Linked DNA regions of Gossypium hirsutum: region 2 is linked to region 1. Evidence: chromatin contacts called from public Hi-C data. All regions are on one chromosome and are shown on one strand. The core of a region is the stretch at or near the end of the contact, and the rest is flanking DNA. Distances in the headings are between cores, read along the strand shown.

What was found. A called contact is a pair of places that touch in the nucleus more often than the background predicts.
Region 2: a contact with region 1 is called in a Hi-C map of leaf, with 1.9 times the contacts expected there. The contact joins two enhancer-like sites. A contact is called at or near these places in 2 of 34 Hi-C or Micro-C datasets (hypocotyl and leaf).

What each region holds. Positions count from the first base shown.
Region 1 is chrA02:11,438,883-11,442,178 of Gossypium_hirsutum_v2.1, forward strand. No RefSeq gene overlaps it. Among protein-coding and RNA genes, the nearest start is that of LOC107910443, 29 kb to the left of the region's middle. Within about 2 kb of position 1,584, at least 2 of the 9 cell types and tissues checked have an H3K27ac peak or open chromatin away from gene starts, as enhancers often do. A contact at or near this core is called in leaf, where this site is marked.
Region 2 is chrA02:11,622,076-11,625,371 of Gossypium_hirsutum_v2.1, forward strand. LOC121215984 (a long non-coding RNA gene) reads right to left here. Exons shown (of 5, transcript XR_005911957.1): 5 at 1,947-2,185. Among protein-coding and RNA genes, the nearest start is that of LOC121215984, 6.0 kb to the right of the region's middle. Within about 2 kb of position 1,681, at least 8 of the 9 cell types and tissues checked have an H3K27ac peak or open chromatin away from gene starts, as enhancers often do. A contact at or near this core is called in leaf, where this site is marked.

The DNA of each region.
Region 1 (3,296 bases), core at 334-2,833:
CTTTACTCTTGTAATTTCTTATCGTTCAATTTAAGAAAAATGTTTGCAACTAAAGTTTATATTTTTAATATAATTATGGTTGCTTAATTCCTTCAGTGTTAGAATAATTTAATTTCTATAACTTAGATTATTTATGTTGTTAGTGATGTTATATGCCTTAACTGTTTATGCATTTAGATAAAATTATAATTATGTTATTCATGCATTATAAATGTGGGGAATGCAACTAAATTAATTGTTAAAGCCTAATCGTATTGTAATTAATTGACACACTGTTTGAATGGTGCCTACTTAATCTATATTTAAGAGAATTAGGTTAAAGTTTGTAATAATTCGAGACAAACTCGAGAGAACCTTATTACATTGCATAATCCTAGGATTAATGTGATTAAACTGTTTCAGTGTAGAAATATTACTGTTACCTCACATTAATCTATTTTTCTGCTTAATAAATTTACTAAGTGGTTGACATAGACATATGTTATACTTAATAATTTAATAAGTTGAATTCTTAAGCGATTCCTGAAAATGTAACCTTAAAGTCGTAACAGACATAGGCATATGCAGACAAGAGATTAAACTTTGGACTTTGAGAGAAGCCAAAGTACTCGTAACTAAATAAGATTAATAAATACCAAGTTGCCATGGAATTTCCTATAACATCATTAGCAGTATTTAAATGTTTTTAAGTTAGAAAGGAGAATTATTCTTACACATGCATGATATTGTGATTTCTCTAAAAGGCTTGCATACTCATTCCTTCATTTATTTATTTAATTTTAAGTATATTTAGGTTAGTTTAATTTAATCGAACCCATCACTTAAATTTATTTTCATCACCAACCAATTTGCCAATAATTAATTTTGCAATACTTGATTTACATAGTCAATCTCTGTGGAGACGATACTCAATAGCTAAATAGGCTACTTTGGCTTTACCTTAACACCATAACGTCACATTACAATCATCTTGTAATATAATGTGTAATTTTATTATGGCCTCTTTTTAAAGTAATCTAAGTTTAACGAAATATGAATTTTAGGACAAAATTACCCTCTCTTTTTATTGTATTTATCATTTTCATTCTTTTTATTATATTTTAAATAAAAAGTTGTTCCTTGTTAGCAAGATTTGATGGTCTTCTCCCTTTCCTTTTGGTTTTTCACTTTTAATTCAAGTTCCTTTTCTTTCTCTTGTAGTTTCTCCAATATATTATCTAATGCCTGCTCTCATTTAAAAATATTTTCTTGCATGTGTTTTACTTCAGCTTCCTTCTTCTAAACTTCAATCACCTTGCTTTTCACATCTGCATCTGACGATTTTCTCTTTTCATCAATTTCTAGATCAAATTCAGGCTTCTATTCTGAAGCTCAGCTTGTCAATAAATACAAAACAAAACGAAAAAAAAAATGTCAAAGACTAGATCCTACTGATACCTAGCCCGCCAAGAAAATCATATATAACTCTCAAGTAAAAGACCAGATGGAGAAAAAAAATGAACGTAAAGGAGAGCATTAGTAGGCCAGTATGGGCCCAACTCAATCAACCTCAATCAATAGTCCCACCCTCTTTGGGCCTAACTCCCAATACGGCAAAACATAGGCCAGTATGGCTTGCAAAAAAAAAAGAGCCCAAATCCCCATTGTGAAATCTGTAACGTTAGGCAGTTTGGGATTTGAGAATCATTGATTTCTTCAAGGGTTCGTTGAAGCTTGTAATCATGCCTTTAAAAACACACACAACAAGAGAAAAAAAATAAAAACACATTTTCTTTTAATTGAAATGCTTCCATTTTGTATTTTTATTTTTCATTTATGATCTTTGAAGTTTGGTTGGCTGTGTTATGAAAGTAATTAAAGAAGGATTTTCCCAATGGTTTAATTTATTTGTCCTTTCTGGGAAAATTATCAAGTTACTTTTTTTTTAATGGAAAAACTTAATAGCTTTGTAATATTTTTTTAAATAATAATAATATTTTAAAAATAAATTATTTTTATTTTATTTTCACATTGATATATGTATGCGTGCACGACTACATACCATTAAATCGGATTGAAAGGCAATTTTTATAAATTAAAAAAAAAAGTTTTCTCTATCAACATTGTTATATACTTATTAGCCAAGTTATGTTAATAAATGGCGAATGTAACGTTAGTGATAACCGTACCGAATGCTACTGCTAACCAAATACTTCCATTTCAATGACTTTAACGAGCCCATAAGTTTTGAAAATTTTTAAAATTTTAGGTTTAGAGTTTTATTTTGATTAATTAATTTATAAAAAAAACTAATTACATGAAAATTAAGTTGAATCATATGTGGAGTGAGAATTGGTAGGAGTTGTGGAATTCAAAAGTTGATGGATAAAAGGGATTTGTAAGATGTTGAAATTGGTAATAGGATTAGGGCATAAAGTTAGTAGCTAAATAAGGAATGGAAAAGGAGGAGGAGCATGAGATTTTGTAAGTTAGTAAGGGGGTTTCACTTTGCATGTGACGTTGCTTTCATTTCATGATAAAAGAAAATATTTACAAAATGAAAAAGAAAAGAAAAAGTGAAAGAATATACACCAGCTTTTGTCTGGGGCTTTTTTCTCCATGCTTCCTTTTCTTTTATTTCTTAATATTCTTTTTCTTTTTTATCCAAAAGATAAATTCATTCAACATTGTAAAATTACAAGTTTAGTACGAAATGAATAACACCAAAGTGGTGAATATGTGCCAATTGCACTTCTTTCTTGGCCTCCTGCCACTTCTATGAACAAAATTAAAACAAATGCTACTGGTGCTTGTTGTTTGAGTGATGATATCCCCAAATTTATGAACCTTTCCTTTTTAACATTTGGATAGCTCGAAAGCAGTCAGATTCGACAATGATATTTCCCCAACCATGATGATTAATCAAAGAGGAACCAAGCCTTATCGTTAAATCTTCGTTACAAACACATTTGACAAACGTGTTTGAATGTTGATTCCATCAATGACGTCTCCATTGCTATTCCTAGCCACTATTGCTAGGCCTGCCGAATTAGAGTGAGACAAGAACGACGCATCACAGTTGATTTTGATAAAGTTGTTGATTAAACGTTAAATGTGATTTTAATGAGTTTAATTTAGAAATTTTTTTAGGAGAATGAAATGTCAAGAGTTATTGGTTTATTGCTATTATTATATTTTAATATTTTCAGTTTTCTTTAAGGGCAATAGTCTATAATTAGTTTGTAAGCATTTGATATAAGATAGAGAAAGAAAAAGTAAAAAAGTTTAGAAGTTAAAAACAAAAGTTTTTTTTTTGT
Region 2 (3,296 bases), core at 431-2,930, 180 kb after region 1:
ACTAACAAGCTAACAAATCTCCCTAGGACTTAGTCATAACAAAAAACTTTGCAGCCCTTGAAACACTAACATAGATAAAGATTTATTTAACGAACAGCTGATCAAAATTAACTTCAAGTTAGATTGAATTTATGGATGATTGACTTATCCACTTGAAGATGAAGTTATTTAAAGTCTATTTATAGGATACTATTTCACATAGCAGGTGTGTGCTTTAGAATTTCTTAAGATCAATAATCATATTGTCCTTTTCTATAAACCAAGGATTTTTTTAGTTTCTATTATCAAGATTGAGGGTGGGTTTTTATTTCTCATCCCCAAAAACAAGAAAAAGGGAAGAGAAGAGATAAGTTGTCACAAGAGAACAAAATAACAAAAGAGGCCCCTACCACTACCCTTACCTCTACCCTTACAACATTATTTAAACACAAGGTTTTAGCTTACTTTCATTATTTCAAAACCCCATCCAAAATGACCAGAAAATGTAGCCAATTAAACCTCTCACACACATATCCTTGCAAAACCCTAATAGCAGGAAAAAACTTAAGAGTTCAGGCATAAGAAAGGGATAACTACCTTTAACAACTGTTAGCTTTAGAGTTTGCTATATATTAAATATGAGTATATATATGTGAAAAGGGGCGGGTTTTAGTTTTGGTATTCATGTTGGAAGAGAGGTTGCTGAACAGCTAGTTTTTGACTAAATGAAATAGAATGGATAGTAGATTGATGTTGTTGAGTTATGGTTTTGTATCCATATAGAATAAAAAGCAGACAAGGACCACTGGAATGGAGATCCATCCGCCATATCACACCATAAATGTTGCTGAATATTCAAGGCAATTTATAATTAAGCAAAACCAATCGAAATGAACAATCCAAGTTTATTAAACAAATTATTGAACGTAAACCATGTGGCTTATCTCATGCTGATGTTTCCATATGGACTAAAATTACACCCAAATTTTATCATGAATGATTCTTTTCTTTTCTTTCTTCTTTATTTGTTTTCTGTTTGATTTGCCCAAAAGCATCATATCTATCATTTGTGGTTAAAAACCGACATTATTGTTTTATTTTATGTTGACAATAGTGAGTACTATTTGATATTTTACCAATTTCATCTCTATCTCCGACCAATCTCCAATGACTTCCATTTGATGTGCCATTTTTATCTCTTCTACTGCTTTCACCCTTTTCACTTCATTTCAAGTATAAATAGCTATGAAATTATCAAAAGTCTATTTATTTTATAAAGAAATAGATATTATTTTAAGCGTATTTATATTTTTTTACATCTATATTTACCATATGTAAAACATTTGATTGAGTTAGTGTCTCTTTTAACCGAATCTTAATTCAGATATAAAATTATAAAAAACTCATTCATTTTAATACTCATAATAATAATGAAAATATTTAAACCCAAATTATCATAATTTTTATCAATACAACTTTACCATTTCAACTAAGATAATATTTAACTTTTATATTATATTATATTATTTTTCATATTATTAAATATATTATAATCAATGTACTCAATGGCTTTACATAATCCAAATGAAAATGTGGAGAAAATAAAAATAAAAGCAGTCCACTAGGTAAGGCTAGGGCATCACTCGGCCCCACCTTCTCTCGAACTTATTCCTTATATATATTTATTCATCGAAAAACCAAATTACTTTTTGCTCTGCATTTGTTTGTTCTTTAATGCCTTTCCAAAAATATTCCTCCCATTGTCTTCCTCAGGGGACCATTTCAAGATTTTCGTCACCATGAAAAAAATATTTTAAAAATATTTTGACAATTTTTATTATGTATTTTTAAAAGATAAAATATTTATTTTAAATACAATGTCATAAAAATATATATATCTAAATAATATTTAAATTTATTAATATTATAATATAGAGAATATAAAAACTTAAATTATAATAAAAGTATTATAAATAATTTATTAATTAATATTACGATATATGTAATGCATGGAATACATAAATTTAAAATACATTAATACCTTTACTTGCAAAAAGAAAAAAAAAGTTGTTCCTAATGGTGTTTGCTACCCTAGCACGTTCCTGTCTGCCGCCTCTGGCAAAAAGTTTTATAGGTTTTCTGCTGTTTTGCTTGGCTTTTTGTGATTTTTACAGTCGGCACATCTTGTGTGTCGAACTTCTGCATTCTAAAGTAAAAAACCATAGTGTGAGATTTACACCTACAATGATGGAAAATGAACTGGCTCAACTTTCAATTAATGAAGAAGAAGAAGAAGTTATTCAAATACAACCAGATCTGAACAGAGAAAGAACGGGGGAGATTTTTCAACTTGTCGGCTGTTTTTTGACTGCTAGTATTATTCACTTTCTAGCAATGAAGATTACTATAGCGAATTTGTGGTATCCGATTCGGGGTGTTTAGATTCGAGATTTGGGAGAGAAAAGGTATTTGTTCCAATTTTTTCATAATAAGGATCTGGAAAGAGTCATCAAGGGTTCTCCTTAGACCTTTAACAATCATTTGCTGTTTCTTTATAAATTGAATTGGGGAGAGGATCCACTACAAGTACCCTTAGTTATGACTCCGTTTTGGGTATAGATACATGATGTCCCTATTGGTTTATTCTCTGAGAGTTTAGCGGTGCAAATGGGGAATTTTTTAGGGACTTTTCTAGAATATGATGGATTAAATATGGGTAAGGAAAATAGAAATCTCATGAGAATTAGAGTTCAAATTGATGTAAGGTACCTTCTAAAAAGAAAGAAACAAATTTCATTCTATGAGAGATAGTCGTATGTTAATTTTAAATATGAACGGTTATCATTATTTTGTTTTTTCTGTGGTAGATTGGGCCATAGCGACTCATTTTGTGAAGCAAAGATAACACTCGGAGTAGAAGTAGCTGAAATGGGATGGGATTTATCTTTACAAGCTCAGTCTCGAAGAGCTTTAACTATGACTAGTATATGGTTACGGGATGATAGGGGTGGAATAATGGGTGGAGTTGGTGAAAATAATAGAGGATGCAGGAGTGGGCAATGGACGGTGGAAAATAAAAAGAGATACGTAAAGATAATGGATCTAGTTCTTCGCTTCAACTTGGAAGGGGGATCATAAGGTTCTAGTCAACGACTGAAAACTGTACTAATAGATTAGATTCATAATTCTATAGACCATGATTCGGAGGACACAACATTAATAGGTGAGGAGGGGAAGAAAAGATCTAGAGGAGAAATCGACGATTTTTTAGAAAATGATGAAATTAGTAAGTTATTGTCCAAAAATAGAAGAATAGG